7 separate regions of the Mus musculus genome follow, and all the other regions are linked to region 3. A link is a contact called in public HiChIP or PLAC-seq and promoter capture Hi-C data. All regions are on one chromosome and are shown on one strand. The core of a region is the stretch at or near the end of the contact, and the rest is flanking DNA. Distances in the headings are between cores, read along the strand shown. Region 1 overlaps Kndc1 (kinase non-catalytic C-lobe domain (KIND) containing 1). Region 2 holds the start of Spef1l (sperm flagellar 1 like). Region 3 holds the start of Zfp941 (zinc finger protein 941). Region 4 holds the start of Tubgcp2 (tubulin, gamma complex associated protein 2). Region 5 holds the start of Echs1 (enoyl Coenzyme A hydratase, short chain, 1, mitochondrial). Region 6 overlaps Ap2a2 (adaptor-related protein complex 2, alpha 2 subunit). Region 7 holds the start of Chid1 (chitinase domain containing 1).

Region 1 (2,700 bases), core at 41-2,540, 910 kb after region 3:
CTGTTTCTAGGGCATCCCTTTGTCTATCAGACTGCTTCCTAGTGGCTTGTTTGCACAGTGGATCATTGTCAACGTCCTCCAAGTCTGCATCCAGCTCGCCTCTCCCACTTTTGATTAAGTATTTCCTCCACAGACATTTATAAACAAATGAAGCTGTTATCTGATACCCCGGAGCTGTTACCGGAGAAGCTACCTGCTGTGGCTGCTACAAATAAAACTCTACTTGCTCTGAGCCACCAAGCCATCTCTCCAGCTCAGTCTTTATACTACACACACACACACACACACACACACACACACACACACACGGCTCCAAAACCATATTATTATTGCGTGTGGATGGTGTGTGTGTGAAATCTGTGGTGCGAGATTTCTCTACGGAACCCCTTCACTCTAGGGCTTGGATCCAGACTTAACTGCCGGGCTTTACTCGGCAAGCGCTTTAGCCACTGAATCAACCATTTTGCAAGCCCAGTCTTTCTTTTGGCTCTTTAGAACCCACGGCACTAACTACTCTTGTCTGTGATACATTTTTAGTTCTTTTTGTTTTTCCTTCTGAGAGCTTCTTGACACATAGGGGTTTTGCGGAACAGAGGACTCTAGGTAAAAGGTTTCCACTTTTAAGGTCATCAGGTAGGAACTCAGTTGCCATTTGAACCGTTTACCCCGAACATAGATAAACTGTTTCTCTTTTGACCTTCAGCTTTCCGAGGGGTTTCACTACAACATAGCGTTGGTTTCTTTAGGTTAATCCCCTTCTTTTCCGTTTCTTGAGTGGTAGGCTTATGTGTTTTGACACAATTGGATATTTTTCATTCATTACTCACTCACTGATTACTCTTCTGCCTCGCCCACAGTTTTCTTTCCTTCTAGAATTCTGATGCCATGAATGCTTGGTTTTCTAGGGCAAGCTTCTCGGGCCTGTTCAAATTTTGATCTCATTTCTTTTCCTTGTCCACATGTCTATAGTCCTAGCTTCCCCGCACCGTCGTGGGTGACTCCTCAGCATGGGCAGCCAAGGCCAGCACACCTCTGTTGCTCTCAGGGTCTCAGGTCTAGGCTGGCCAATGGACCCCAGACACATTGTGCAAGCAAAAGGAGCAGGCAGGCCAGCTGAAGTCACTTGCTCCTTCCTGGCCCTCTGGCTAGTAAGCCTGACCCCGGGGAGGCTCCCTTTACCTTTGCGGAGTTTTCCAGGTGCCACTTCTTTAGTAGCAGGGTCCAGCATAGGAGACTGAAAAAACCTTGGTTTGCTCGGCCCTGTCTGGTATCACCCTGCTCCTTCACTCCTCCCACCCGCCCCCCATGGCCCCGCCTTCTATATTGCTCCGCCCATTCCCTCCCAAGACCTGGTCCCTGCCTTGTCGAGTACCAGATAAGCCAAAGCCTGGAGGATCAGCTGACCTGATTCCCAGGGTGGGGGCTGCATTAGGTTCTGAGTGTAATTTAGTTCATTTAATTTAAAATTTATAAGAGCCTATTATATTAGCTTGTTAGTGGCGGCGGGTCTACGCCCTCGGACTGGAGCTCGTCCCGCCCAGCGTCCCAGGGCACGCCCATGACTCAGAAGACATCAGTGAACGCAGCTACAGTAGCCCCGCGAGTAAGATGGGTGCCACGTTTAGGCCATCTGGCCCCGCGATCCACTGGGCAGAGGGTGAGGATGGAGCGAGAGAGGTGATGTGGTTGGTTACCTTCTCTGTCACCAGCTTCTCTTCTGACACTTCGGGAGCCAAGAAGAGTGAGTTGTAGGCGCCTAGAAAGGCAACCACAGTTTGGTTATTCTTCCTTCCTTGGGGAACCCGCTCTGGTTCTCTGCCCCCGAGAGTGACCCTTGTGTACCATTGGCAGGGGGCGGTCCGAAGAACACTGTCCCGTCCTCGGCCACCAACACGTTGTCCAGGCACAGGTGAGCTGCAACAGAGCGGATCAAGTATGCAGCCGTGTGTGGGCAGCTCCCTTGCCAGCATCAGGGGATTCCAGACCACACAGAGACCCCAGAAAAACCTGTCAAGACTGGACAGACACTGGAGGGCTGGCCATTCTAGCCAACAGTTGCCTAGGAACACTGTTAGGGTATATCACCCTCATCGAATTAAGAATAAACGGGAGGATGGGTGGGGACATGGTCCATATTGCTCTGCCCCTGGAAATGGCTGGGTGAAGTAGGTTGGGCCCTTCACATTCTCCAGACTCCAGGCTAAGAGGTTGCAGTGTCACAGCAGCCATTCTCCCACTCCCTTTTCTCCCTCCCCAGCTTTTGGGCTCAGGGCTCAAGGAGAGCAGGGTGACCCATCACCTGGGTGCTCCTTGTGTGTCTGCAGAGTGCTAAGGCAGGAGAGGCACAGTGCCCACAGCTCGTACTCCCTGAAGGGCCGGCCTAGCTTAGACAGAAGGTCCTTCAGGGACAGGCTCTGTGGAAAAGAAGGGTTACATAAGAACGCTTTGTCCACCTGATGTCAAGGAAGGGTTTCCACGGAGAAAGATGTGCGCTTAGTGCTTCTGTTTCTACTTGCAGTATCCCCCCTATGCCAGGGGCTGGAAAAGTTCTCCAAATTAAACACGAGTGTGGGTAAGTGTATGGAGAAACAGGAGCCCTCACCCATGAGCTGGTACAGTTGCCATGAGAGAAGATGGCAGATCCTCCGAGAAAGTACAGAGAATTACCTCAAGATACAACACTGGGTACCCCTAAGATCT
Region 2 (2,700 bases), core at 29-2,528, 840 kb after region 3:
CAAGCCAACCTTTGCACCCCCGACACCACCAGTCAAGCCCGGGACTGGAGGGACGGTGCCTGGAGCAACTCAGGTGAGCCTCAGAGGGAAGGGGAAGGGGAAGGGGAAGGGGGAGTCCATCTTGCAGGAACCCTCCTGCTGACTGTGGCACTGTTTCGGAGGGTGAGTGGCTGTTTTCATTTTCTTAGCTGGTAAGTTTTAGTGACATTTGAAAAAAAAAAAAAAGAAAGAAAAAAAAATCCTCAATAACAGGCTTGATGTCTGCTTTATAATTTGCCAGAACTTTCCAGTGCTTGCGGCTTTCGGGGGCTATGGAATTTTCCTTTTCATATGGCTAGTCTACAGTATATATGAAATGCTAGTACAGTCATCTTGTGAGGTCGGGCCCATTCTGTTGTTAGGGGAAGTGGAAGTCTAAATTTAAAGAACTGGCAATGGGTATTTTCAGCTGGACCTCTCTCTTATCAGGTCCTCTTTAATATCGATTTCCTTTTTTTCTTGGCAGGGAGCTGGTGAGCCAAAGGTTGCTCTGAAGGTCCCCATCCAGAAGAGGTGACCAGCTAGGGCACCCCAGGGCCATCGTTTGTGGACGTTTGGAGATACCACTGCTCCTATAAATGTGTTCCTTCAGCAACACCACAACCACCACCCAGGCTGGACCTGCACACGCTGTTCCTACCTCAGGAATAATCTTTCTGTGGCTCTTGCTGTCCAGATGCCCTCATGAACCAGTGGCCTCTCACTGGCCTTGGCCAGCTTAGACCATACATCTGCGTATGCTAGTTGCTAGGCAGGGGCGGTGTACCCTGCAGTGGGCGTGATCAAGTCTGTCTGTCTCTGGGTGGACAGAATGCCAGGAGTCCCCTCCCAGCAACTTCTGCACTGGCCCTCACACAGTGACCTCTCTCCAAGGCACAGTTCCTGTATCTACATCCCACTCGTGTATGAGACTTAGGAAAGGAAAAGACGTCGTTCTTGGGGTGTTGGGACAAGAAGTTGCCGTCATCTCCGGATTGAAACAGATTAGTTGTTGAAATTATGACTAAACACTATTCACTAATAAAGATTCTATTTTATCAATAGATTATAGATCACATTCTACATGGCAGTTTGTTTTTATTACACCAGATCAAACAATTTCACCTACCATCTCCCTTCGTTTTTTAACCATCCACCTTGATTCAGCCCGATCTCTGGGCGTGCAGGAGGACCAATCCTTCCTGGGATCGAGGGAGGGACCAGCGCGGTTAGGGCCCCGCCCCTTCCGGCTGTGCCGCGTCTCCCAGCAACGGTCCAAACCCGCCAGGTTTCTTCCGCTGTGTTTCTCTGCTGCACACCCACTTCTCTGCCATGCTCAGTGCTTCCAAGCCGAGCTCAGCTTCGTTCCTGCCAACGCCTGGGGATATTCATAACCTCTGCGCCTGGCTGGACCGGCTCCCACTCAGCCGCCCCAAGCGCCACTTGGCTCGGGACTTCAGTGATGGTGGTGCGAGTGAGGGCGAGGCGCTATGGGGCGGATGATGAAGAGGACTCAAAGCTGAGGGCCACCCTTGCCTCCAGCCCCCTAGTACGGGTGTGGGTGTTGGGGGAACGGAGCGGTTCTTGAGTCCAGACTCGTGCTCCTTAGGAAAGGTAGTAGCAAACAGGGCCTCCTGTGGCTCTTCCAGCTCCCCCTGGGCTCTCACGCTGTATTAGCTTCCCAGGCCATCCTACCACTTGGTCTGACCTGGAGTCTAGGTGCCGTGCCAGACTCGGGGACAATTATGGGCTCCCCAGGAAAAGCTCGTGTCCTTCCCACTCCATTCCATGCATCTCATGTGGTCAGGGATTACAGTTGCAACCCAGGGTCTTGACCAGGCAAGCCAAGTTCCCCTCGCATTCCCACAGTGCTGGTGGCCGAGATTGTGAAGCACTTCCGCCCTCGGCTGGTGGACTTGCACAGCTACGTCCCAGCCTGCAGTACAGACCAGAAGCTGAGCAACTGGAGCCTTCTCAACAGGCAAGGCCTGGGAGCTCAGCCCACCTAGGTTGACCCCGGGATGCTCTCTCCAGCCATGGGTCTCTGACTGCCTAACTGTGGGTCCTTGCCTATAGAAGAGTACCACAACCAGGGGTACTAGGGCACTAGTACCCCTAGTACCACTCCTGGGGGTGCTAGGGCAGCCTATCAGCTAGCCTGCTCCCTTACGGATCAGTAGAGTTTTACTTCACCTCCCCAAATGTCCTCAGACAAGACTCTGCCTGTGTATAATAAGTGATCTCAAGGACAGAGTCGGGCAGATATGTCTGATGTAGTCCAATCACAGAGGGCCCTCGGGAAGTGTCTGAGCAGAGCAAGGTGGAGAACCTGTGTGGGCACCCCCAAAAGACTGGCTCAGATTGGAATAGAAACATTGCTGGGCTCAGGCCTGGGTCTAATCTCATGGGCTTATGTTTGAGAGGGAAGAGATGAAAAGAGACCTCAAGGGAGATGATCATGCTGAGAGGGCCCAGCTGCAGGTTTCCAGGTACTGTTGAGCTGTCTCAACAGGATTTACCGAGGGCAAGCCAGTAGAGAGATGAGAATGAATGCAGAGAACATGGCCTGATAGAGCACCCCATGTTCTGCGATCTCCTGAGACATAGCTCCAAAGGCCAAGAATGAGATAGCCATGCGCCACTCAAGTGCAGGGCACAAAGGGGCTCTCTGAGAAAGCAAGA
Region 3 (2,700 bases), core at 80-2,579:
ATGTGGTGGGCATTCCTGCATTGAGGGATTGCCTCTCACGTCAAAGCTTAAGTTGCTTCCCGATAAAACAGTACTCCCAAATCACTTTTTATCAAAATAGTATTACTGATTTTTCACTTGGGTCCACATGGAGTAAATGCAGAGTAAATCAAAGCCTGGCAGTTCTGCTTTGAATTTGTATCTACCCCCTTTACACATCGCTTAGCGTTTACAATGTCCTGTTCCAGCTCCCAAGTCCCACTGGAATTCTTTGAATTCTAGAAACTACAGGACTGATAAATACCTCTAGGGAATAAAAATTACTTCCAAACAATTGAGGGCGCCTAGGATAGACCATCTCCAAATGCGGGCAGTTGAGGTTCTATAGAGAAGCAAGAGTCATAATGCAAACCAGATTGGTCTGCTAAGACCACCTTGCAGAACCCAAACTGATCATCAACCCAACCATACTTGACTACTAGGGATGATTAATTATACACACCGGCAGTGTCCTCTCCCTATTTCTCTCTAGTTAAACCTACATCTCACAAAGGCAGTCTTCAGGGACCACTGGAACCCTTATCATCTGGAAGAACAACCAGTGCTCCTAACCTATGAGCCATCTCTCCAGCCCCTTGTTTTATGTGAGTGCCCAGGGAATATGTGCACTTAAGTGCAGTGCTGGGGGAGGCCAGAAGTGGGCTGGAGGCATAGGCAGCTATGAGTCGGCTGGGTGCCAGGAACAGACCTAAGGTCCTCTGGAAGAACGAGTACTAGTTCTTAACCTCAGAAGCCGCCTCTTCTGAGCTTTCTAACATTTACTCTCTAGTTGTGTACTAGAACACTGTAACACCAGAGACTGGAAAGGTTAAGTGAATTTTAAAGATAGCGATCATTATATTCTTCTGTGTGAATATTTACAGATCATTTACATATCAATAAGTTGATATGACTATTTAAAGTTAAATTAAAATGCCATTTGATGGGCTTAAAGGTAACTATCATTATATTCCTCTGTATGAATATTTACAGATCAGTTACATATCAATAAATTGATAATGACTATGTAAAGTTAAATTAAAATGTCTTTTGATGGGCTATGTCCTCCTGGTGGAAAATTTGCCTTTAACATAGCTGCTGACAGAAGTCCTGGGCTCAATCCACCCAAACCAAATTGAAATTGAAACCCAAACCCAATGCAAAACAGATCAACAGCAATCATTTATTGCCATCCTAAGGTAGAGGAATTGGGCCTGGAGCCCTGTCCAATCAGAGGTGTTGTTTGATAACTGTCCAATTAGGAACGTGGCCAGAGCGGTGGGCAGGCTCTCAAAACCTCGCGTGCTTTCGCTGGAGCTGGCCATCTTTGGCACCTTTGGGAGCTCCTGCTGTTCTGCAGCAGAGGCACTGACGTTGTTAGGTGCTTTGTCATCCTGTGATCTGGTCCCAGAGGCACGCGTAGGGGCCCGGGATACTATAGAAGCGAGGAGATGGTGAGTGTCTGCCTGACGTCCTGGCGGGATCCAGCCTCCACAGGTCTCCCTGGAGGCTGCCCCAGGGTAGCGGGGGTTCCAACTCTCCTCCGTTTTGGGGCGGGGCTGTGCAGACAGTGGGGACTCTGGGTCTCGTCTGGTCCTTTTGCAGGGTGGTGCTAGGCGGACAGTGGGTCCCTGGTAAAGCTGTTAGTTGCCCACCCTGCGTAGTGTGCTCAGATCCTGCTGAGCGAGCCATCTCTGGGCGGCTGTGTTCCTGCCATACACTTCAGATGTGCTGATCACCGTGATCTCAGGGAAGGATTCCTATTGGCTGGCTTGTGTGGTTTCCATCAGCAGCTGGGCAAGAAAGATCCTGGAGCCAGATGCTGCTTTCTGCCATTTTGTTCTACATAGCTGATGAAAACTTGGTTAATGCGCAGTCGGCCAAATTTTCCACTATATTGATAACTGCTTTTTTCTTTATCTTGTGGAATTAACATTTTTATTGTTATTTTAGGTATACGCATGCACACACGCAAATGTGACGTGCTTGTGGATGAGGTCATTGGATCTGTTGGATCAGGGGTGGCAGTTGTGAGTCACCTGACATGGGCAATGGGAGCCAAACTGGTTCTCTGTAAGAACAGCAAGGGATTTTTAACCACTGATCCATCTCTCAAGCTTGGGGATTCCTTAAGTATCCTGCATAAATCATTATATTTGATTCAGAAGCTTTTAAAGTTCTGTGCTTGTTTTGCTTTTGAGAATGAAGGCTCACATTTATGGAAGGTACTGGCTGTACTCGTGAAGGGCCTGAAGCAGACCTTTGTGGGCAGCTTTTCATTGTAGCACATTTTCTTGTCATAGATATACACTCCTTTCTTTTATTTTTCAGGAAAAAAAAATCATATATTCCCAAGTGTCTTAAAAATCCAAAATATAGCTCAAAACAAATAGTTAATAAACAATAGGAAAAAAATTGAAAAAAGTGTAAGACTCAGATGTTGCTCTTAATTTGCGTTGTTAGGTGTGTGCATATTAATAGTGTCTGAAAAGAAAGCAAACCATAATTTTCAAATAGATTAGTAAGGGTTTTTTTTTTTTTTTGACAGTGTGTTTCCTTTTTTCTTTCTTCCTTTCTCTCTTTCTTTCTTTTTTTTTTTGTTTTTCGAGACAGGGTTTCTCTGTATAGCCCTGGCTGTCCTGGAACTCACTTTGTAGACCAGGCTGGCTTCGAACTCAGAAA
Region 4 (2,700 bases), core at 103-2,602, 790 kb after region 3:
AAGCATTATTCTAAAAGTTATTCCAGGAATTATTCTCCTTAGGGCAGTCTAAACAGTCATGCTAACAGACAGCTTTGTTGGCAAGTTTATAAAAGTAAGCAGAGAGAGAGAGAGAGAGAGAGAGAGAGAGAGAGAGAAACCCTAGGGGGTTCCATGGGAGAAGTGTGAAGAGCACACAGGGGATTCCATGGGAAAAGCACACACACTTGGGACAGTCCCCAGTGCCCTGCTGGTAGCATCAGAGGGCCATGGAAGACACCACACCAGCACAAGCACTTGCTAGCACCTCACCCTCTGCTCTGTTAGTGTCCTCACTAAGATTTGATTACAGTGTCTGTTCCCAGGCTTAAGACTGGGGACAGTCACAACTGGGTCCCTCACGTACCCTCTGTTCGTCTTGGGCTTATCAAATCGGAAATCCGCAGGGTACAGGTGTAGCCTCACCATGTGATCCTTCCGGTCTTGGCTGGTCTTGAACTTCTCTGGGCAGCTTTCAACCAAGCACTGGTACTACAAAGAATAAAGTGTCACCTCTACTCTCACCCTGCCCTAAGCCCTAATCCCAGTCACCACTGCAGATGCACCCAGTGCAGTCAGCACCCACCATGTCTTGCCTCTGGGCCAGGATCTGAAACAGAGAGTCGTGCCATTCCAGGATGTGGACATCCAGCAAATGCCCAGAGGGGAAGGCACGGTTGCAGAAGGAGCAGGTGTTTCCATGCATCATGTGGTAGTGGTGCTGGTAGTCTTCTATGGCGGCAAACACTTGGCAACAGCCAGCCACCTGACAGGTGAACTCAGGCACCCTGGGAAAGGAGGTGTGTCTCTTGGAAGAATGTTTCCCCCTTCCCCCAACTATCCCAAGGCAGGAATTCCGGCGGAACTTCTTACCCATATTCCAGCTGAGCCTGAAACAAGAAGAGCGCTTCTTGTGCCACCCCAAACCTTACTAACAGACTAGGGGAGGGAAGTCCAGCCAAGCCATGCTCCTGTTAGGGCAGGGTGGTGCTAAGTGGATGCTACTCGGGTGTCAACTGGGAGGGGTCGGAGTCCCAGGGTGTAAGCGGACGAGAGAGGAGGAATCAGGATAGCGCTAGCAAGCCGAGTAAGGCCTCGAAGCCAAGGTGCTCACATGGATTTTTCCGGCGTCTCGGACACTTGCGTGAGCATGTCCTGCAAGTACAGGTGCCGCTGCACATCCCCATCCTACAGAAGACACGCGTCAAGAGCTGTGGGTGGACTCCGGCATCGAAGCCACGCCCTACAGCTCGGAGCCACGCCCCAACCCATAGAGCTGTGTCCAGCCCCTTGATCCGGTCCACAGGTCCGGTCCCCACAAGCCCCGCCCACAGCGACAGTCTTGCTTCTAGGCCCCTCCCTGTGGGGCTCAGGACATCTTCCGCCCGGGTTGTCACGCACCTCGAAGAATTCGTGATCCCGCGGGAAGCGCACGGCACGCGGCGCGAATCGGAAGGGTGCCTCCCCAGCCGCAGGGTTCCTCTCCACGGGCAGCGGTTCGGCTGCCCCCGGCTCCCCGGCCAGGCGGGAATATAGTGCAGGGGGAAGCAACATCACCACGGCCGCCGCGGCCCTTCGGCCACCGTCGGAGGGGTGGTGACGGACGTGACGTCTACTAACTTCCTGTGGCGACCCTGCGGGGCGGGACGCGACGCGCGGAGGTGAGTCAGGGCTGGGTCTGTGTTGTGGCGGGAACTGGTCGGAGAAGGGCGGGGCTGGAGCCGGGCGCGGGATCGGGTACCGGAGCCAGGCTGGCCTGCAGCGGGGAAGAGCCTGATTCTCTTGGGCCTCTGCCGCCGGCGGTTCCGTCCGCCAGCCCGGGCTTGTCTCGCTCCACGGTGCGACTGCCTCTCTGGCTCTTTCAGTCCTCTCCAGGAGTCCAATTGGAGGCAGTGGCCTTGGGAAGTTCGTGGTTAGTGTGACTCCTCTCTTGACAGCCCCGCGGTGACTGCGGTGCTGGCCTGCGGGTTTTCTGCATCTGCTGCTGGTGCTCGGGGTTCAGGGGTGAAGGGATCAGGGCCTGCTGCAGTAGAGACAGGTGTGGAAAGAAACCCTAACCTAAACAAAAAGACGATCGAAACGTGCGGCTGACACTTTGAGGGGCTTTAACTTTGCTCCTCTACCAAAGTAGGTCACCCTCCCCCAGTATGAATATAAGTGTCAAGAAAGAAGGGACGCTACTGTTTAATAGATACAAATGAAAGCCTTTTGGGATTATTCTCCCTCTCTCTCAGCCCAGGCCTTGCTCGGTCTGTTTCTCTTTCTCTCTGTTCTGGATTCTTCCAAATGTCTCTGGATGTTTTCTCTCTTATTTATAGTAAAACCTTCCCCCTAAGGAGAGGGACCTGGGGAGCAGGGAGAGGCACGGGCGGGGGGGCGAAGAAGAGAAGGAGGGAGGGATGAAGGAAGGAAAGCCTTTCTGTAATTAAGCCCTGGAAATGAGCGTTTCTATGTCTTTAGACAGCTGCTTATGACCAGGCGTGATATCATCTCTCTCACTTTTGTCTCTGTAAAAGTATTTGGATTCTTGACATTTTGCAAATGATAAAATGTTTTTGACAGGCCATGTCTTGGTTAGGTGTTTTGTTTTGTTTTTTGTTTTTTGTTTTCGAGACAGGGTTTCTTTGTGTATCCTGGCTGTCCTGGACAACTCACTTTGTTAGACCAGGCTGACCTCAAACT
Region 5 (2,700 bases), core at 56-2,555, 710 kb after region 3:
CTGTTTATATTCTATCTTAGTCTTGAAATAAAGTTTGCTGACTGTTCTATTCTGGTTTGGATTGTTTTCTTTAAAGTATTGAGAATCCAAACCTACTCCATCTTGGGACCAGCCTCTATCTAAAAGAAAAAAAAAAAAAAAGCCTGAGAACTTGACCTACAGAAGAACCCAGGTTGTACCCACGTACCAGGAAAGACCCCATGGCTTGTCCTTGGCCAGCGTTACTCTGTAGCTACTTCCTAACAACAGTAAAACAAAGACTAGCCTGATTGTTTCAGATGCACTTTCAGACCCTTTGTGACTGAATACAGTCGGCTTACAATAGACCTTCAGTTAGATACTTTCCAAGATGGACACCCCCTCTCTTACCTTCCATTTCTTGTAAAGCCCTGTCCAGATGAGAGTTCAAGGCTTCTCTGCCTTCCCTTCCTGTCCTGCTGTGTCAGGGTTGAGTTGGAGGAGAGGGCCCAAGCCTGAGCCTGTAATAGAGACCCTAATACTATTACATCGAAAAGGCTCCTTGGTGGACTTTTGGGGTTCACAAACTTCCCGGCATAACAGTATCAAGCTTGCTTTTGTCTGGAGATTCTGTCCTTTATCTCTATCCTAGGGTTTGCAGGACCAGGGCAAGAATACAAATGAAGGCCTGATAATACTTGCTAAATATTTTTAAGTTATAATTCAAGATAATTTACGTGAACAAAACATTGGCTTTCTTTTAAATTTATGTGAAATCTTCTCATCTTGTAAAATCACAGCTATTTCTAACCTGGTGTTATGAAGCTAGTCAGTTGTCATGTAAAGAATACCTCTGGAGCAGGGTATAATGGCTCATGCCTTTAATCCAAGCATTTGGAAGGCAGAGGCAAATGGATCTCTGTGAGATTGAGAAACAGCCTGGCCCATAAGGAGGGTTCCAGCCAACCAGGGCTATGAAGTAAGACCCTCACACAAAGCTAAACAAAACCGTCTTGCACTTTACCGCTTTATGCTTTATTACTGTATCTGTGATCGCGTCTTCCCGTAGTTTTTCCCCTGGTCAAGAACGAAAGCATACGGCCATCACAGGGGAAAGGGCACAGCCATGTCTCCCAGTCTGGCTTCGTAAACCGGGCACCCGCCAAGGGCACACCACCAAAGTGATGCAATTAACAGACTACTCCAAGAACCGCAGCCCAGCACCCCACGCTGCCCCACCCCGCCCTCTGTACCAGCCCGCTCAGGTCACGGGTCCACCCCTTAAGCTTCCGTCTTCATCCCGCCTGGGATCTGGGGCGGAGCGATTCTGCAGGCGGGGCGATTCTGTGGGCGGAACACATCGTCTCTCCGCCATGGCGGCCCTGCGTGCTCTGCTGCCCAGAGCCTGTAGCTCACTGTTGTCCTCAGTCCGCTGCCCAGAACTACGGCGCTTCGCCTCGGGTGAGTGCGGACACCGGCGGGGTGCGTCACCCCACCCACGTTGGGTGGTTTCTCCACCCATAACCTCTGGGTGGTCCCTAAACCCCGGCCTGCACGCATCCTCACTTGATCCTGGCCCTTCTCTCCTAACTCTAGATCTTTTGTCTGACCCCCTACTTCCACAAGCATGCACTCCCAACACTTGACTCTGAAGTACCTGGACCCTGGATTCGAGTACGCATCCCCACACTAAACCCAGATTTCCTGCAAGTGACCACTGACTCTAGCTTGGTGATCTTCCTTCTGAGCCTCCAACTCCAGCGCTCGACTGACCCCTTCCCAATTCCTTACCCCGTTCCCCGCTCCTCAGTCTGACCTTAGTCTCACCTTACAAGCCCAGCCAGATCCTAGCACCTCGAAGCCATGTCTAGTGGGAGGGCTCTGGGTGTAATAGCTTCTCAACGCTCGAACTTTTATGAGTGTCAGCTGGGAACATGCATGTTGGTTGTGAAATCCCATGTGTTTAGGTAGCTTTAAGAGAATGTGAAAGTAGGTTAAGTAAGACAGCCTGGGTATTGGGAAAGGTTTGTCCATAGTGCCTCCTGTCTAGTCTCTGCTGTTTCCACAGTCTCTCCTGATCGTGTCCTTCAAGCCACCCAATCAGCGTAGCCCATACCGACACACCCACTTTCCTTCCTAGCCAGCTGAATAGTTCCTCCCTTCCCACTCCTTGGCTCAACTCCTCTACAGACTTCTAGTACTCCACTGTGAATTTTTTTTTAATATTTTTTATTTAGTATTTTCCTCATTTACATTTCCAATGCTATCCCAAAAGTTCCCCATACCCTCCCCACCACTCCCCTACCCACCCACTCCCACTTTTTGGCCCTGGCGTTCCCCTGTACTGGGGCATATAAAGTTTGCAAGTCCAATGGGCCTCTTTCTGTTGATGGCCGACTAGGCCATCTTTTGATACATATGCGGCTAGAGTCAAGAGCTCCGGGGTACTGGTTAGCTCATAATGTTGTTCTACCTATAGGGTTGCACCTTTAGCTCCTTGGGTATTTTCTCTAGCTCCTCCATTGGGGGCCCTGTGATCCATCCAATAGCTGACTGTGAGCATCCACTTCTGTGTTCGCTAGGCCCCGGCATAGTCTCACAAGAGACAGCCATATCTGGGTCCTTTCAGCAAAATCATGCTAGTGTATGCAATGGGGTCAGCGTTTGGAAGCTGATTATGGGATGGATCCCCGGATATAGCAGTCTCTAGATGGTCCATCCTTTTGTCTCAGCTCCAAACTT
Region 6 (2,700 bases), core at 159-2,658, 760 kb before region 3:
CCATTAAACCCAAGTGCACAGACAGCCTGATGGCACAGATCTGCGGTCCTGAGCATGGGACTTAAGACTTCTGCAAATTTGACAGCAGGGATATGGAGTGAGCTTCTAAGGAAGGAGGGGAGGGGAGGAGAAGGGAGGGGAGAAAATTAATTCACAGAACATTAAAAATTGCTCTGCCAATAAGCCCTGGTGGATAAACCCATGTGGCTCTGACACACTAGACTAGACCATCTTTTTTAGCAGCTCTTTGGGATATGATTCACAGACCACACTGTTCACTCACATTAAACATGTACCTCAGTGGCTTCCAACACAGCCCTATCTGTCTACCCTTGATCTCTCCAAATGAAACTCCATATTAGCAAGTCATTTACCAGCCCCTGGCAACCACAACTGGCTTGTAACAGGCTTGCCTGTTCTTAGCCGTCTACGTGGGAAAGCCCGGCGTGTGTGGTTTAAGTCTGGCCTCTTTCCTCAGCAGTGCTGTCAAGCAGCTGCCAGCGCAGCCAGGTTTATTAGTGATGTCACAGTGATGATGTCACAGTGATGATGTCACAGCGCTCCATAGTTTGTTACCTAGTGGCTTTTGGGTTCTTTCTAACTTTGGGGCTATCAAGAATAACATTCTTGGGACAAGAGGGATGGCTCCGTGATAAATAGCACTTGTCCTTACAGAGGATCTAAGTCCAGTCCCCACATCCCCATGCTCACATGGTAGCTCGCTATCATTCGTTAACACCAGCTCGAGGGCAGTAAGACCTCCTCTGACCTCTGAGGGCACTACACATGCACAGGGTACACATACAGAAATGCAGTCCAAACAGTCGTAGACATAAAACTAACAAATAAAGCTTTAAAAAAATGTATGAGGCTAGAGACATGACTCAGGAGTGAAGAACACTTGGTCTTACAGAAGACACAGGTTCTGTTCCCAGCACCCACATGGTAGTTCATAACCGTCTGCAACTCCATTTCCAGAAGATCCAATGCCCTTTTTGGACTCCCTCAGGCACTGCACATATAAGAGATACACACACAAGCAAACTGCTCATACATAAAAATGCTCATTCATAAAAATAAATATATCTTTAAATAAACAAGCCCAGTGGTGGTGGTCGCACACACCTTTAATTCCAGCACTCAGGAGGCAGAAGCAGGTGGATCTCTGAGTTTGAGGTCAGCCTGATCTATAGAGTTCTAGGACAGTCACCAAAGCTACACAGAGAAGCCCTATCTCAAAAAAACAAAAAAAAAAAATCAAAATAAGTCTCAATAAATTAATATCCCACAGGCCAGCCAAGGCTACACAGTGAGACCCTGACTGTCATATTCACATGTAAGTCTCTGTATATACATATCCTTACAGTTTCACAGAGGAAGTCCTGGTCACATGGTAACCATATTTACACTAAGCCACCACCCCCACCCTAGACTAACAGCCAATCAAGGAGAAGACTTAAGTACTTCCACTGGAGCCACCCACATTCAACACAACTTGGCAAGTTAAGAGAACTCACCCCAGATCTTTCAGACACCAGAACTGTCTGTGAGCGTCACTGAGGTAAGCTGTGAGCCACAGTGACTAGGGTTTTTCATTCTTTCACTTTCAGGTGTGCACATGTCTATGTGGATGTCCCTACCCATGTGTGCATGTAGAAGCTAGAGATCGCCCTCAGGTGACCATCCACTTGCCCTCAAGGCTTCTCTGTGTAGCCCAGGATATCCTAGAACTCTGTGGTGGTTTGAATAGATATGGCCCCCATCGCCTGTGTTTGAATAGAGAGAATATGGGTGTTTTGAATAGTGTCACCTATAGAGAGTGGCACTATTTGAAATAGTGGCCTTTTAGAGTAGGTATGGCCTTGTTAGAGGAAGTGTGTTACTGTGGGGATGAGCTTTGAGGTCTCCTATGTTCATGCTAAGCCCAGTATGGCACACAGTTTCCTTCTGTTTCCTGTGGAATAAGATATAGAACTCTCAGCTCCCTTTCCAACACCATGTCTGTTTTGTAAGGTACCATGTTTCCTGCCAACAGACTAAACCTCTGGAGCTGTAAGCCAACCCCAGTTAAATGTTTGCCTTTATAAGAGTTGCCATGGTTATGGTGTCTCTTCACAGCAATAAAACCCAAAGACAGAAGTTGGTACCAGGAACTGGGTATTGCTGTGATAGGGCTGGCCAGGCTTTTGTTTGGAGGAATGGGGGGTTTGGGGACTTTGGGTTTAGGAAAGCAGTGGAATGCTTTAAGTGCTACTTAATGGGCCATACTAGGAGAAGCACGGGAGAGAGTGGTGCTGAGGGTGATTTGAACCATGGGAGCCTGGCTCAAGAAAAGAATTTTAGTATGTGGCCTAAAGATTATTCTTGTGATATTTTGGTGAAGAATGTGGCTGCTTTTTTTTACCTTGTGAGAAGAGTCTGCCTAAGGCTAAAGAGGCCCAGATTAATTGCATTAGCAAAGGAAGTCTCAAAACAGTCTAGTATCAACTATGCTGTGTAGTTACTACTGTTCACTCTTATGAAGAGCATTTTGATGAAAAGGGACAGGATGTGAAAGGAAAAATACAAAATATATGAATTGATGAGAAAGAGGGCACCAAAAATGGAATGGAGCTGAGACCTGTGTTCATGGAGATAACACGTGATGAAATGGAATAAAGGAAGTAGCCTCAGGGGAAGACTCCACCCAGTTAAGCTTCC
Region 7 (2,700 bases), core at 197-2,696, 720 kb before region 3:
TTGAGTTCTGTTTTTCTCTCCTTTCTGTTCTTAAGAGTCTGCAACACAGACTGGGAGTGGAATCCTTAGTGGACTTTGCCAAGTCTTTAGCTCAAAGACCTCTTACATCAGTCAGATCCAAATGCCTTCGCTGGTTTAAAAGAATGATGGTCTCTTTAGTATTGCTTGGACTGAACAATTCTCAGGACATCCACCTCTCCAGAGTTCTGCCCACTTGGAATCACTGTTCTGGGCATTTGTTCCTAGTAGGGTGCTGAGCTGGATGCCAGGAAAGCAGATGGTGATGCACAGCATGCCTTAGCATACACACCCAGCCCCGCCCCTGTAGAAAGGCTTGGGGGACAGCTGGCAGAAAATATGGGGAAGAGAAAGGAGGAAACGTGATTCGGAAGGAAGAACACGAAGCTCAGCTCAGTGAGAAACCTCTGCAGCAGCAGGAATGGGGAAACAGCCGCACTGCAAATCCTGGAACAGACCATAGTGGAGTGGGCCAGAGGGTTTAACTGGGTGTGGACAGGCCAAATGTGGTTTCTGCAGGAAACTGCTGGGAACAGCAAGGGATGGGGGTGGGGACTAGTCAGCTTGATGAAAAATAAAAATGCTGGTCACGTGTGCTTTCAACCCACTCGAAGAAGTGTCTGGGCTCCTCTTGCTAAAGCTGAGATGGGGGTGGGGAGCGTGGTGTCTGCCTCTGTGGGTTCTAGCTCCTACAATTTGCAAGACCAAAAACGAGGACCAAGACAGCTCTGGGATTTAGGCAGATAGAATGTTCGCTGTGCTAGGCCATCTGGAGAAGGATGTTATATTGCCTGGAGCAGTGTCTCTACTGGAGACAGTGTAGTGGGCACTGCAAACCTATAGATAGTGACAGAAATGTGGCAACTGGGATAATGTGGAGGTTCAAAGACTTGGCGCACAGTCTGTCCTGACACATCTGGGAGACTACGGAACTGACTATGCGCATAGTGACCCACGTCCCCCATACTTGACAGGGATGGGTTCCCAAGACCCTAAAGGCCTTGGTGGTCACATAAGTGGACGTAATGTAGACTTCAGCACAGTGCTGAGGCAGCCAGCCATCAATCCCGGAGAGGGGATGTTCAACATCACCACCAACTTCTCTGGGAGGATTTCGGGATCTGACCCCACTATTCTGCTGTACGACAGGCCCTTGATCAATAGAGGGACTGGCTGCAGGAGCGGAAACAGCACCTACGGCTACGAAGTACACGTTCCGCACACTCAGCTCTGTCTTCATCCAACTGACGGTCCCGATCCACTCTCAGCCCTTCTCCAGCTCGCCGGTCGCTACGAGGCTCCACCTCTAACTCCGCCCTCCAGCCATCTCGGTCCCGCCCCATCCCAGCGTGCCGTGCGCAAGGCATCTAGGAAGCTGGCGTGGCGCAGCGGGAGCTTGTGGAGGCCAGTGGGCGGGACTTCCGGTTGATTAAATCGTCTTCCGGCCGTGCTTGATGGGTCTGGCCGGTCTCCTGACATGAAGGTGAGCCCGGCTGTGGCGGCAATGGGACTGCTTCATCTTCCGCGTCACAATGCGGGAACGTCGGGCAGCGAGGCTCTCCCCGGACAGAACGGGCAGAGTGTGAGCGGGAAGGAGAGGGCACGGATGAGAGCAATATGGGAGCTATGAATGTGAGGGCGAGGAAGTGAGTGAGGATGAGAGGGTTTGAGGGGGAGAGCGATCGTGTCAGTGTGAGAAGAAACAGATGTGAGGGTGAGTGGGAGCTCGTGCGGAATAAGCAGATGTGAGGGTGAGCTGGTGGAAGAAACAGATGTGAGGGTGAGTAGGTGTCAGAAAGCAGGTGTGTCAGCCTGAGAGTAAGGGCGTATGTGAGAGAGCGAGCGGGTGTGAGGGCCCGAATGGGTGAGGGGAGATGTGAGAACATGGACTTTATTAGGGGTGAGAAAGCGAGTGGGGATGAGTATGAGCAAGGGTGAGAGAGTGTTAGGGTGAGAGCAGGTATGGGAGAGAGTGTGACATTGTTCTTTAGTAGAAGTGTGAGCGCCAAGTGTGTGACTGTGAGGAAGCTTTCGAGCCAACAGTAATCTGAGAATATGAGCGAGCACAGGCCGTTGCATAAAATCAAGAGAGCCCGTAGCGATGGCTTTAATCCTAGCACCCGGGAGGCAAAGGCTGGCAGATGGATCTCTGTGAGTCCGAGGCCACCCTGGTCTATAGAGTGAGTTTCAGGTCAGCCAGGGCCACATAGCAAGACCCTGTCTCCAAAAAAGAGTTTGGGGGTGGGGCAAAAGAAGCCGCAGGAAGCACGTGTGAACAGCACAGTAGTGAATGTGTTAAGTTTATGTATGTGCCAGTGTAGCTGGATATGAAGAAACATGGGTGAGTGGTGTATAAAGGAGTATAAACATGAACCAGGATGTAAGATAACGAAGTCAGAGATTTCAGATATGTGAGTTAGTGTGCATAGCTTGTGGAGCCACAAATGAACGAACGATGACATGAGTGTGCAAACGAGTTAGCAAGGCCAGAGTGGCTGTCGGGCATAGAGAATGAGCTCTATGTGGAGGGCCCAGCCTCAGGTAGGAGGGTATACAGCAAGTTGTATGGGTTCCTTCAAGTTTGCTAGGTACATGAGGCCTTACCCTCAGCGCAGCCTCAAATCTTGAACACTCTGTGATGGAAAATTTCCAAAGAACTTTCCACAGATCTCTAGACTGGAG

Evidence for each region. Promoter capture Hi-C pulls out the DNA fragments that hold promoters and counts their contacts. HiChIP or PLAC-seq counts read pairs in DNA pulled down with a chosen protein or histone mark.
Region 1: an H3K27ac HiChIP or PLAC-seq map of embryonic stem cells shows a contact between it and region 3, with 4 times the contacts expected there. The contact joins the enhancer-like site here to the promoter of Zfp941 in region 3. A contact is called at or near these places in 9 of 39 promoter capture datasets (the 3T3-L1 cell line, the C10 cell line, the HPC-7 cell line and 5 more), 1 of 15 datasets of contacts at CTCF or cohesin (large pre-B cells), 4 of 484 Hi-C or Micro-C datasets (B cells, bone marrow-derived macrophages, embryonic stem cells and 1 more), 5 of 115 datasets of contacts at active chromatin or transcription factors (embryonic stem cells and stem cell-derived neural progenitor cells) and 1 of 9 other capture datasets (macrophages).
Region 2: a promoter capture Hi-C map of embryonic stem cells shows a contact between it and region 3, with 3 times the contacts expected there. The contact joins the promoter of Spef1l here to the promoter of Zfp941 in region 3. A contact is called at or near these places in 18 of 39 promoter capture datasets (the 3T3-L1 cell line, 3T3-L1-derived adipocytes, the HPC-7 cell line and 10 more), 1 of 15 datasets of contacts at CTCF or cohesin (large pre-B cells), 16 of 484 Hi-C or Micro-C datasets (B cells, the G1E-ER4 cell line, the N1E-115 cell line and 10 more), 12 of 115 datasets of contacts at active chromatin or transcription factors (astrocytes, bone marrow-derived dendritic cells, bone marrow-derived macrophages and 8 more) and 3 of 9 other capture datasets (embryonic stem cells, macrophages and pancreatic islet).
Region 4: an H3K4me3 HiChIP or PLAC-seq map of the SCID.adh cell line shows a contact between it and region 3, with 15 times the contacts expected there. The contact joins the promoter of Tubgcp2 here to the promoter of Zfp941 in region 3. A contact is called at or near these places in 14 of 39 promoter capture datasets (the 3T3-L1 cell line, HPC-7-derived erythroid cells, cranial neural crest and 10 more), 1 of 484 Hi-C or Micro-C datasets (bone marrow-derived macrophages), 26 of 115 datasets of contacts at active chromatin or transcription factors (the 230-238 cell line, the NIH/3T3 cell line, the SCID.adh cell line and 15 more) and 1 of 9 other capture datasets (macrophages).
Region 5: an H3K27ac HiChIP or PLAC-seq map of embryonic stem cells shows a contact between it and region 3, with 7 times the contacts expected there. The contact joins the promoter of Echs1 here to the promoter of Zfp941 in region 3. A contact is called at or near these places in 14 of 39 promoter capture datasets (the C10 cell line, the HPC-7 cell line, cranial neural crest and 9 more), 4 of 484 Hi-C or Micro-C datasets (bone marrow-derived macrophages, cerebral cortex, embryonic stem cells and 1 more), 32 of 115 datasets of contacts at active chromatin or transcription factors (the 230-238 cell line, the SCID.adh cell line, VIP interneurons and 18 more) and 4 of 9 other capture datasets (adipose tissue, embryonic stem cells, macrophages and 1 more).
Region 6: an H3K4me3 HiChIP or PLAC-seq map of bone marrow-derived macrophages shows a contact between it and region 3, with 5 times the contacts expected there. The contact joins the enhancer-like site here to the promoter of Zfp941 in region 3. A contact is called at or near these places in 1 of 39 promoter capture datasets (pre-B cells), 1 of 115 datasets of contacts at active chromatin or transcription factors (bone marrow-derived macrophages) and 1 of 9 other capture datasets (liver).
Region 7: a contact with region 3 is called in a promoter capture Hi-C map of embryonic stem cells, with 2.1 times the contacts expected there. The contact joins the promoter of Chid1 here to the promoter of Zfp941 in region 3. A contact is called at or near these places in 3 of 39 promoter capture datasets (embryonic stem cells, liver and neutrophils), 1 of 115 datasets of contacts at active chromatin or transcription factors (embryonic stem cells) and 1 of 9 other capture datasets (adipose tissue).

What each region holds. Positions count from the first base shown.
Region 1 is chr7:139,913,196-139,915,895 of GRCm38.p6, reverse strand. Kndc1 (kinase non-catalytic C-lobe domain (KIND) containing 1) reads right to left here. Exons shown (of 31, transcript NM_177261.4): 7 at 2,300-2,414; 8 at 1,843-1,914; 9 at 1,695-1,756. Among named protein-coding and RNA genes, the nearest start is that of Kndc1, 20 kb to the right of the region's middle. Within about 2 kb of position 1,290, at least 41 of the 459 cell types and tissues checked have an H3K27ac peak or open chromatin away from gene starts, as enhancers often do. A contact at or near this core is called in embryonic stem cells, where this site is marked.
Region 2 is chr7:139,977,333-139,980,032 of GRCm38.p6, reverse strand. Spef1l (sperm flagellar 1 like) reads left to right here and starts at 1,278. Exons shown (of 7, transcript NM_001033465.3): 1 at 1,278-1,486; 2 at 1,888-1,999. The coding sequence starts at 1,351. Adam8 (a disintegrin and metallopeptidase domain 8) reads left to right here. Exons shown (of 24, transcript NM_001291066.2): 23 at 1-73; 24 at 506-1,101. The coding sequence ends at 556. Gm16201 (a long non-coding RNA gene) reads right to left here. Exons shown (of 5, transcript XR_389973.3): 5 at 1,053-2,700.
Region 3 is chr7:140,820,807-140,823,506 of GRCm38.p6, reverse strand. Zfp941 (zinc finger protein 941) reads left to right here and starts at 1,329. Exons shown (of 3, transcript NM_001001180.2): 1 at 1,329-1,472. The coding sequence starts at 1,470.
Region 4 is chr7:140,035,326-140,038,025 of GRCm38.p6, reverse strand. It overlaps Tubgcp2 (tubulin, gamma complex associated protein 2), which reads left to right and starts at 1,352. Exons shown (of 18, transcript NM_001286007.1): 1 at 1,352-1,679. It overlaps Zfp511 (zinc finger protein 511), which reads right to left and starts at 1,635. Exons shown (of 6, transcript NM_027201.1): 1 at 1,420-1,635; 2 at 1,133-1,206; 3 at 605-806; 4 at 386-510. The coding sequence starts at 1,572.
Region 5 is chr7:140,115,026-140,117,725 of GRCm38.p6, reverse strand. It overlaps Echs1 (enoyl Coenzyme A hydratase, short chain, 1, mitochondrial), which reads left to right and starts at 1,305. Exons shown (of 8, transcript NM_053119.3): 1 at 1,305-1,419. The coding sequence starts at 1,332. It also overlaps a transcript of Paox not described here.
Region 6 is chr7:141,577,954-141,580,653 of GRCm38.p6, reverse strand. All of the region lies in intron 1 of Ap2a2 (adaptor-related protein complex 2, alpha 2 subunit), which reads right to left. Among named protein-coding and RNA genes, the nearest start is that of Ap2a2, 17 kb to the right of the region's middle. Within about 2 kb of position 1,408, at least 98 of the 459 cell types and tissues checked have an H3K27ac peak or open chromatin away from gene starts, as enhancers often do. A contact at or near this core is called in bone marrow-derived macrophages, where this site is marked.
Region 7 is chr7:141,538,574-141,541,273 of GRCm38.p6, reverse strand. It overlaps Chid1 (chitinase domain containing 1), which reads left to right and starts at 1,446. Exons shown (of 13, transcript NM_001142681.2): 1 at 1,446-1,501.